Regions from separate parts of the Zea mays genome. Here region 2 is linked to region 1. A link is a contact called in public Hi-C data. All regions are on one chromosome and are shown on one strand. Each heading gives the region's core, a stretch centred on a gene start, on an enhancer-like site or on the middle of the called end of the contact. The rest is flanking DNA. Distances are from core to core; before and after follow the strand shown.

Region 1 (5,651 bases), core at 971-3,470:
GAGAGAAAAATAAATGAATGTAATCATCAAAGCAATCACTACCACTCAAGAAGATAACTGAAGGCATAGACCCCAATTTGATGAGTTGCAGTAGAGACCGATAGTATATTCAAATTCCACCATCCAAATCAATGGCATCATAAAACTGCAGCACGAAGATTGCCATGACTCCAAGCCATCGAACTCTGCTTCCTCCCATGCCTTTACAGACTCCTCTCCAAGATTCTTGATTTTTTTGGTGACCTAGGTCGGTGAAAGAGAGTAGATACACCAGTGGGAAAATCATGTGATGGTCCGCAACAGGGCACATTGTGCAAGGAGCAAACTGACCAGCAGCCTGTGGGGAGATGCAAAATTCATTCCTGTGGACCATGGTCGCTGCTAGTTGGAACCAGTGGTGTCAGGATGTATGGTAATTCTGTCCAATGCCTCTAGCTTCTGTTCTTTATTTCAGAACAAATAAGCTGATTAGACAGCTTTTATTTTTTTCCAAGTAAAATTTCATACATCAGATTACTCCTACCTAAAAAGCAGTTTGGCTTGCTTTACTCTCCTAACTGATTTTCGAGAAAAGGTTTATACCTCAGATTCATGTGATCCATTTCATCGCAATTCTTACTGATTAGGCAGCATAAAGTTTTTCAAGAAAAGGTTCACACCTCAGATTCATGTGATCCGTTTAATAGCAATTATAACCGATTAAGCAGCTTAAAGTTTTTCAAGAGAACGTTCATACCACAGATTATCTTCTAACGATTCGGCATGTTTTATTCATGCATGGCCTTATTGGTAAAAGAATCATAATTTACCAGACCATATTAGCGCTGGAAACATTACTTGTCTTTTGTAATTTGTTTTACATAAACAGCTAAGGTGGCTAACACTAATGAATTTGTGTTTTCATGTTGCCCTTGTACTCTAGTCATTTCTTACTTCCAGATTATATTAGGATTATACCAATGAAAAACAAGAGAAGGACATACTTATGAGCTAAAATAACTTTGCTAACCACAATTCCTCAAGTTTGAGAGCCATGGATCTCTTTCTTCGGACATTTTGTGCCCTAGTTGTATGGATACACCGGTTCATTTTTCAGTTTAATACATGTAACCAGTCTAGGAAAATTTATGCATCTACAAAGTATCGGTGGTGTCCGTATTCTCTTAACAATGCATGCACATATCTTCCACGAGTACAGTGCTAATGGATCGTATCTTGGATTGGCTATTTTGCAAGTGTTCCAACCAGTCATCAATAGTATTCCCAAATTTTGCCTCTCCTGTAACAACAGGCATGGAGCTAGTAGATCTAAATACAAACGAGACAATTTATTTCACATGTTATTCAGTCTTCAATGGAAGTTATGCCAAGCAAATTATTATGCTTCGAGAAAAAATAAAGACACCAATCAAATTAGAAACTTCACAAGGCATGAATTGCTGTTAGAATGTTGGTAATACTCAAAGAAGATTCTATTCACTTTTCAATGGAGATTATGCCGAGCAAATTATCACGCTTCAACGAAAAATAAGGATACCAACTAAATTACGCACTTCACAATACATAGGGAAGATTCTAAGTCAATTAGATTACAAGGTAACAGTATCAAACTATTACAATCAAACTAATCAAATTATTCAGGTTTCTTTTCTTTGGCAGCAAACTAATCAAGCTGCTAAAACAAACAAGCCAGAGCAGCCATTTTTAATCAATCCAGAGACGGACACCGTAAAAGAACTGAGAACAATATTTTCTTGTAAAAAAAATGAAATTTTGCAGACAAGAACACGAAGAAAACATCGAAGTTTAGAGGCAAAGTACACGTCTACTACGACTGTAACCAGATCTGAATGCAGATAGTTTAATGTAGGGTTTGGGTGTTCGGTTTCGCAGAGCAGCAACGGAAGAGAAGGGGTGGGCGTAGCGTACCTATTGGGTGCTCGTCGCTGGCGAAGGGCGAGAAGAAGGGGACCTGGGCGCTGGCCTAGGTGCTAGGGCAGCGGCGGCACGGGCGTTTCTTGCGGCGGGATGCGAGCTGGCAGAAGTTGGGGAGGCGAGGTGAGTGGTGGGCGGCGGCGGTCAGGGTGAGCCGGTGAGGACGAGGTCGGGGGTGCTGGGCCCGCGTGCTGGTCAGCCGTCGGCGTGGCGGCGGTCAGGCGAGACGGGCCGGGGCCAGGGTCGCGCTCGGACGCGGGGGTGGAGGGTATGCAGTGCAGACTTCACTGATGGTCAGTGGTCACCGATACTAATCTCCCCCGGTTGGAACTTCTTTAAATTTTAGGCTATGTTTGGGAGAGCTTCACTTCAAGAATTTCAATTTCGTTCTAATTTTTTCAACCCAAACAGGTTCAGCTCCACGAGCTTTAGTTTTTAAAAAAATCGAAACTAGAGGTCCGTTTCATGAAATTCATGAAGCTCCTTAGAGGGTGCTTCAAAAACACTGTTTTTATATCTCCTCATGAAGTTGTACGAAAATTACCCACCATGCCACTGGTTACGCAACATACAACTTCCGTTCTCTCTGGCGACAACACACTAATCATTAAGGGTAATCAAGGAAACTCACACAAATCAATTGTACTATAGAAGTTGGAGTCCATATACTAACCAAACGCTCCTAGAACTCACTTTAACAATTTGCTGAAGCTGTTTTATAGTGAAACTGGAAAACCAAAGCTGAAGTTTTTGAAGCAAAGCTCTCTCAAACAGCCCCTTATTTTCTTTCTTTTCCTCTAACAAATTCCAAAAGAAAAAAAACTCTGACCATAAGTTCATAACCATATGCAGTCCGCACAGCCTAATAAAAATACAGTCCCAGAACAATCATAATAAGTCCTGAAGCTCCAGACATCTTGAGAATTTGGTTAGCTGAACTTTAGTCCAGCTAACCAAATTCACCTGGCTACAAACACATTCGTGGCACTATAGTTTCACCTTGCTACTCAATTCATCTCCTCATGCGTAATCGCACTCATCAACTAAAGTTAAACAATCATATGCAACACTAGGCGATTCGACACAGACGCACCCTGACGCTTTCTCTGGGCGTCACTTCAACAAAACCCCAACTTGCTCCGTCTTCGTCTGCTGGTTGTCGATCCTCGCTTCCTGCTCAGATGGCGTTTAGGCGCGTTGATCCCGAACCCTTCCTCCCTCCGGGCTTCAGCGCTTCGGTGGTCCTTCACCGGGATATTATGGCCAGGTCAGTCTCTCGGCGTCTCCCGCCTTTGCATGAGGACTGGGCTATTATCAGCATTCAACCTTTACCTGACCATGAGATTACTTTCCCCGCGGTGAGGGATGTGGTTAGAGAATACCTTGTGGAGCACCGTCGGCTTGGGGTGCGCGATATCCAGCGGTCGCACCTGGGGCAGGTTTTGGTCCAGTTCAGCAGCATTCTTGAAAGAGACAACCTTGTTCTGCTCGGTCCGCAGCAGTATCTTGATGCTACTTTCACTGTTCAGCGGCACAATGATGCTTGGAACCATAGGGCCCTTTATTTTAACCGGGAATGTTGGCTTATGTTGTTGGGATTCCCTCTGGACTACCGTTCTTCAGAGCACTTGCAGGTGGCTATTGGCTCCTTTGGCAGACTGATTCTGTGGGAAGAAGACAGACGCAATATTTATAGGACTTTGCTCAGGGTGCGGGTCACGTCCCTGGAGGAGGTCCCACAGTTCATTGTTTTTTCAGACGCTGATGGCTTTCTTGGAGATTCGTGGACGGTGCAGTGTGAGATTATCCAGCAAACTTTGTTGGGGGGTCAGCCTCAAGATGAGGACCCGGTGCCAGCGGCCCCGGCGGATGGGCAACAGCTTCCTTTTGAGTTTTTTGGTCTGGGTCAACCTGTGCCGGCGGCGGACTGGGATCTTAATTTTCCACCTGGTGACAACGTTCAAGATCAACCTGCAGGCAACATTCAAGGTGACTGGGACCAATGGATTGTCAATGATCCTCCTGTTCAACCACCTCAGCAGCCCCTTCTGGACCAGCCACCTGATGAGCAGCAAGTCAGCAACCCCCATTCGGACCTATCCTCTGATAGTTCTTCTGGCCACATTCATGGCGCCTTGCTGCAGAATGGTCAGATTCTGAATGGGCAGATTCCTGAGGACCCGGTGGTTGTGGGGCCGGTGCCAAACTTTAATGCCCCTGCCGACCATCTCATGATTGGGCCCCAAGAGGTTGATGGCCCACCTATGCAGGATGTTCCTCCCGTGCCTGGGGATATAGTTATTCCGGATGCCCAGCCGGTGGAGCCTTTTGTTAATGGGCACAATAACGTGGGGTTGAACTTTATGTTTTCGCATGATTGGCATGCGGATCCTGTTTTGCTGAGTCTCTTAGAGAGGAAAAGGAATGCCCAGTTTAACAGGATCTGGGAGAGATTTTTTGCTCCGGCGGATTGCTCAGTGACCTCGGTGCAGGTCCCCAAGAAATGGGCGCCTTTTTTCTTATCCAACTTGATGCACGAAGATTCTTTTAGCTGGTCCAAAAAGTTCCTGTCTTCAGATATTCCTTCAGCTTTGTTGGAGCCTGAGTCTGTGACAATCCCTTTTGTCATCCCCAGGAAGTGTCCTGTGGACACGCTCCCTGATTCGGTTGTTTCTGAGGAATCTTCTGATGACACCTCTGTCCCTTCGGACACAACCTCCTCCAAGCCTAATATTGCTATTGTGGAATCAGTCCTGAGGAGAAGCAAGAGGCTATGTGACGCCCGGGCTGGATTCAGGCAAGGCTCTTGCCAAAAGAAGAATTGTTTGTTGTGTCAGCACAAGTGTGAGGGCCCCCCTCACTTTCAGCTAAAGCTATCAGGCGCTTAGGTGAGCGCTTTTGTAATCTGTCAGAGGAGGAATTGGCTTACCAAGCTCTGAAGAAAAAGAAGAATCCACCTGGCTGTGTTGGCTCTAGCAAGTCAGGCAAAAAAGATGAGGGGGACAAGAAGCAAGACTCTTCAGATGATGACAACTGATATGTTAATTCTGCCTTGGGTGGGTGTCTTTTGCAGGTCTCAACCCCGCCAGGCTTTTTGGCTGTCTCGGCCCTGGCGTTTTTATCTGACTTCTGTGTCCACGAACTTGGTGGTTTCTGGCTGTGCTCTGTTCTGTCTTAACAGATACTCTTTTGTCCTCCCAGTTGTTGGGTTTGGGCTCCTTTCCGTTGACGAACTTAATCTCTATGATGAATAGTCACAACGCTATTAATTGCTCTGACTGGTCTGTTTTAAGTTTTAATGTCCGAGGTATTAATGCCGTGGCTAAGGGGAATGGAATTCATTGTGTGATTCGGGAGTCCAATTGCGACATTATCTGCTTGCAGGAGACGAAGAAGGAATCTTTTGTTAGGGCAGACTTAAGAAGGTTCTGCCCCAGTTCTTTTGATGAGTTCGCTTTTGTCCCTTCGATAGGTAACTCGGGGGGGGGGGGGGTTCATTACTGTTTGGAATAGTTCGAAGCTGGTTGGCAATGTTATTTTCCAAAATGAGTATGCTCTTTCGGTTGAATTTGTTGCTATTTCGTCGGAGGAATCTTGGATTATCACCAACGTCTATGCGCCCTGTTCCCCATCTGGGAAGATTGATTTCCTTCACTGGTTCTCCAATATTAACATGCCCCACGATAAGCGCTGGTTGATTGTTGGGGACTTTAACC
Region 2 (5,651 bases), core at 1,241-3,740, 140 kb after region 1:
ACGATCCTTGTGCTAGTGTGTGCTTGTGTGGAACATGGAGTGGGTGTGTGTGTGTGGGGGGGGGAAGAGAGTTGCCATGAAATGGCTTGGGGTGGGATGAGAGGAGGCCCTTGCCCCTCTATTTATAGCCATGGTGGGGGGATTAGGGGGAGGGATTAGAGATGGCAATGGGTAAATACCCACCGGGTATTACTACCCCATACCCATACCCACGACACAAAAATAATCCCACCGGGTCACCCATATACACTGGCGGGTATGGATTTACCCCCATACCCATACCCATGTGGGTATGGGTCACCCATCGGGTCACCCGTACCCACAAAAATTAAACAACTATCAAAATACTATACTATACAAATGGTAAGTATATCCATATAAATAACATTACAAAATTTTCTAGCATCATTTAACCATCCATTTAACACACCAAAGATAATTGGATAAAGTAGTAATACTATGATAGTACTACATAGCACATTACCTGTTCCATTATATGGTCATTAAATTGTTGTTCAATAGTAAAAAAGTTGGATGACTAAATTCCAAGTGCATTCTTCGGATAAGTTTATATTGGGTATTTTATACCCACGGGTTAACGGGTATGGGTGAAGGCGGAACGTTCTAATACCCGTTTACCCATTGGGTGAAGGTTTTTGCCCAATAACAGACCCACGGGTAGAATATTTAGCCCACATACATACCCTAATGGAGTAAATACCCATCGGGTATCGGGTCGCGGGTACCCATTGCCATCTCTAGGAGGGATGAGAGGATTAGTGGGAGGATGAGAGGATTAGTGGGAGATTAGCTTGTATTTGTCTTATATGAGTGTAATTAGCTTGTAGAGCTCAACGTATGACACCGGAGGCATACGTATACGTATGAGCATGACGAAAGTTATGAAGAAAATATTTGTAGGGACTTGAAAAATGATTCTAAAGGTATTTCTTAAGAAGAAAATACCTGGAGATATATCGGTGGAATATTTGGGCAGTATTTCTGGACAGAACTTGAAGAGGATCACTAGGGAAATATCTGGGCAGTATTTCTGTAAACAATTTGAGGGGGATCACTGGAGAAATATTTGTAGGATATTTTGAGGAGGATTTTAGAGAGAATATAGACCACTATAATTTATTTGTTGATATCAACTCGCAAACAAACATTTTGAAATGAAATTTCAAATTCATTTTGAATTTAGGGCGAGTTTGAGAAAATTTCAGAATTTGAATTTTTGGGAGGCTACATTTAGAGTAGTAGAGATACAATGTGGTTCAAGATTTTAAGTTTTAGAATTAGTTTTCGAGCTGTTCATACCACTATTTTGTTGGTAAAATGAAGCCTTCAATGAAATAGAGGGCTGCTCACTTCTATTGTTATTGCTCTCGCACATACAATTTCCACTTGTGTGAATGACCAAGCGATGATGTTATCGCATATGGTGTGGCATGAGCCTACAATTTCACTGTAGTTATGAAAACTGATCAGTCAATGATGATGAATCATACGAGCCTTTTTATACTTCAGCACGTTCTTTGATAGGGGACGAATTTGCACGAGGTGTTATGAACTGCATGCAGAGGTGAGCAGTGGGAGCGTTTGCGTATTAAAGTGCACTGCACTACAATACTTGTTTGTGGATGTTGAGCGTTTACTTTAGCTTAATCAATCTTATAGTTTTTAATTAATTAATGTTATTTTTGTCGTCCATGCAAGAGGATCTCCATCGTTTCGCAAGATAGGAGCCGCCAAGCACATGTTCGGTTTTGTTTAGAACTTCATGTTCCTTTCTATCCCGAATACTTATATCCTTATTCGGATGATGGTGCCTAGCAACAACGATAGCATGTCATTGACTTGGACGAGCAACCATAGATCTCTCTAAACAACTTATGTGCCGTCGCAACGCACGGGCACCTACCTAGTAAAGATAAAAAGACCCAATAACGTCTCTCTTTAATCTTCATGGCGCACATATGGACTAGGAGACATGGGCGGAGGCGACGATCGAGAGGAGGGAAGAGGCGGCGGGACTACCATCCATCGTCTTGTGCCTAGGGGTGGTAACGGGCCATTTAATTTAGCCTAGCAAATTTAAGGATCGAGTCAAGTTAGGACCAAATCATAAAACGATACAATTTTGAACTAACAAAATTAAGAGCTTTGTTGATTTTTAAAGCAAGTATTAGGGCCATGATCCATTACCACCCTTTCTTGTGCCATCGCCGGCGGCGGCAAGAACGGAACCGTCGTGGGAGATCGATGGTTACATGAGGGCTGAGGCTCGTCGTGGGCTAAGGAATAATTTTTGAGGGAACAAATTTGAAGGGGTTATTCGTAAAATCGAATTGCCTTGGCGAGAGGGTGTAGTTGTAAAATATCAGCCGGCAATCAAGGACGCATGATCCAGGACCAGGATTGCACGTTTGCACGGAAGTTTGATCTATAAATATTTAGCAAAAAAAAAAACAACAATAGAGAGACGTAACGTAACAACCTCGGCTTCTACGACTAGGAGTCGAAGTCGACTGACGACTCACGACTGGCGTAGCGTAGGAGGCGGCGGTTCCAAGCGACCATCCAATAATCGCCACCCTCACGCGAGAAATCCCCGGTATTCTCCCCTGCAGATTCCATCTCGTCGCCCCCTTCTCCGATCCGATCGGTCTCTGATCGCTGCGTTTCCTGGTTCCTCAAGGTTTATTGGGGAATTTTTTTAGCGAGTTACCTCTTTCCCCTCTTGTGGGCTCTGCGGGGAAATTTAGGGTTTAGTATTGGGGTTGATCGGACGATCTAGTGTGGTTAGGCCAACGATTCTCCCTGCTGTGGCTCATGATTTTCCAATTTCGTGTAAATCCGGTTCGGTGTGGTGCCTTGTTTTTTTTTCTGTTTTCTTTATTAGGGCTCGGATTCTGAGTCACGAAATGAATGATCATCTGATCTTGTAGTTTTGGGGGACTTCGTCTCTCGTAGGAGGGATTCTTTGGCTGAGGTAGTGAGGTTGCCCTCGGATTGGTCCAAAAACGAAAAAGTTAGCCCTCTTCCTCAGGTCCAATTTGGCATTTTTTTCAGAACACATACGATTTCTGCCAGTCTGAAGTTTTGGACTTTATGTGAGCTGTTGCCAATTCAACTGCTTCTGCTACACGATCCATTAACTGCTTTCCGATCCGTGTTCTGTGATGTTTGCCCTCTTCCTCAGGGCCAATTTGGCAATTTGTCAGAACACACACAGGTATGGATTTTATATGAGCTGTTGCTAATTCAACTGCTTCTGCTACGCAATCCATTAACTGCTTTCTGATCCGTGTTCTGTGCTAACTCTTGTCGATTAAGCGTTGCTTTGTGCGAGATATTTGAAATAATGTACACGCCAGCCAACACGTGGCTTCGCCAAATGGTCATGGAGCCGTAGAACTTGCCAAAATGCCTATAAATACATTGATATAATACTCCTATTTTTTTTGTAACATTATATCTTATGTTTTTTGGCAACGACTGCTATTCAAGCAGTCCTTTTTTGCAAGCGTGCAAGCAAACTATCTGATCCATTATATTACGACCCAACCACAGATACAAAGAAGGTTTGTTAAGGGTTTTTTATAAAGATTATTGAGCTGGTGGTGGAAGGGTTTAAGTGTTAAATGTGACCTACGGTTGGATCGTAATCTAATGGATCAGATGGTTTGCTTGCACGCTTGCAAGGAAGGACTGCTTGCATAGCAGTCGTTGCCATGTTTTTAGCCTTTGTATAGACCAAAATACCTTTATCATACAAAAATTATCTTACTCTTCTTTATATGCCTTTTTCTTGTTAATAGATAATATAATTAACACATAGTTAATAATATTAAAATCATGGAATATATATTTAATAGTATTCGTGTTAACTCTTGTCGATTAGTAGAACTTTACAACCAAGGTCTGCTTTGTGCAAACTGGCCCGTAGAGGAGTACCAAATTGGCGTTCATTGCTGCAAATGTTCGTTACTTAATGCCTCTAGCTGATAATATAAAATTCTGTCCATGTTGTTTGTTTGTGAGCAGGCAACTTTTGGGGAACTACACGTGTATGGAGTTTTATTAGTATTCCAGGGGCGTCACAATGGCATACTTTCCTGATGAAGTAGTAGGGTATATCCTTGGTTATGTAACGTCGCATCAGGACCGCAACGCGGTGTCCTTGGTCTGCCGGGCATGGTACGACATTGAGCGTCATGGCCGCCATTCAGTGCTTGTAAGAAACTGTTATGCGGTGTGCCCAGAGCGTGTACACATGCGGTTTCCCAACATGCGTGCACTGAGCTTGAAGGGCAAACCGCACTTTGCTGAATTCAACCTTGTCCCGGCGGGTTGGGGTGCCACTGCAAATCCATGGGTGGATGCGTGCGCCCGTGCATGCCCAGGTCTTGAGGAGCTCCGGCTGAAGTTTATGGTTGTGACTGATGAATGCCTCAAGTTGCTTTCTCTATCCTTTACCAACTTTAAATCACTTGTCCTTGTTTGTTGTGAGGGGTTCAGTACTACCGGGCTTGCTAATATTGCCACCAATTGCAGGTGAGAATTCTGAAAACTTAGGCATTATCATGTTTGGGAAAGTGCCTAGTGACCATTGTTTTAGTTCATCTAGCATGCCCATTTAATTAACAAACAATCCATTTCAGTATTATGTTTGCAATCTTCATCCTGCTGATGCTGAGTTTATTGTGTCTACACCATATTATACCAGATCATGTATGCCTTTCCATCTCTGTATACTTCCTTGGTTATTGATTATTAAAAGTTATCTGCTGTGTGTTTATAGATAAAGACTTCCCAATGCAAATAATTGACGCAATGCAAAATCTACGAAACAGAAGTTATCTACACTTCTAGTTTTTTCCATAGCTTATCTGTATGATACTTGAATACTGAAATATTGTTTATGTTTACTTTGGTTTATATCCAAATACCATAATTGAGATCTTCAATGCTTGGCAGAGCATAAACTCTCAAACTTAGTATCTAGGTTCCCGGGTCGATGGGATCGAGGAACGGGAACGTGGTAGTGGTACGCTACTAAACTAGGTTTTAACACTACGGGAATGAGATTGTTCCCAGATTCCTGGAACGGAATGAACGTTCTTGGAACGAGGAACATGGCCAAGTTCCACGTTCCCGGTTTCTAAGCTCTCGAACTAAAATCTTTGACAAAGATGGTACAGTAGTTTCTAGTCTGCTTAGTACATGCCTATTGTCTAGTGCTTGAGTGATTGTATGAGTTCCATTCCTTGTTTCTATCTCTCTAGCAAAGTACATACTGAAAAGGCATGATTGAGACATCTAGCTAGAACAAATAGATTTCAATGATGGAAGAAAGCTCAAGCTGCAGTTATATAACATTATTGGCTTCCAGTTTTGGCATCTTCTATTGTGTTAAGAAAACTTCATTTTAATTGACAAAGTGTCATCTTACTATTTAGTTTGCTAAAGAGATGTTACTCATGGTTAGTCCACAATATTTTACATTTTTACATATCTTGTAGCTCTTCACTTTCAGGTTTCTTAAGGAACTAGACTTACAAAAGAGTTGTGTGAAACATCAAGACCATCAGTGGATTAATTGTTTTCCCAAGTCTTCAACATCACTAGAATGCTTGAATTTTTCC

What was found. Hi-C and Micro-C count contacts between places; a contact is called where the count stands out from the background.
Region 2: a contact with region 1 is called in a Hi-C map of tassel, with 2.2 times the contacts expected there. The contact joins the promoter of LOC100281739 here to the promoter of LOC100502525 in region 1. A contact is called at or near these places in 3 of 25 Hi-C or Micro-C datasets (ear, leaf and tassel).

The regions. Positions count from the first base shown.
Region 1 is chr2:228,953,163-228,958,813 of Zm-B73-REFERENCE-NAM-5.0, forward strand. It overlaps LOC100502525 (Ribosomal protein L31), which reads right to left and starts at 2,221. Exons shown (of 2, transcript NM_001324023.1): 1 at 1,930-2,221.
Region 2 is chr2:229,095,942-229,101,592 of Zm-B73-REFERENCE-NAM-5.0, forward strand. LOC100281739 (transport inhibitor response 1 protein) reads left to right here and starts at 2,491. Exons shown (of 4, transcript NM_001154659.3): 1 at 2,491-2,617; 2 at 4,051-4,560; 3 at 5,543-5,651. The coding sequence starts at 4,109.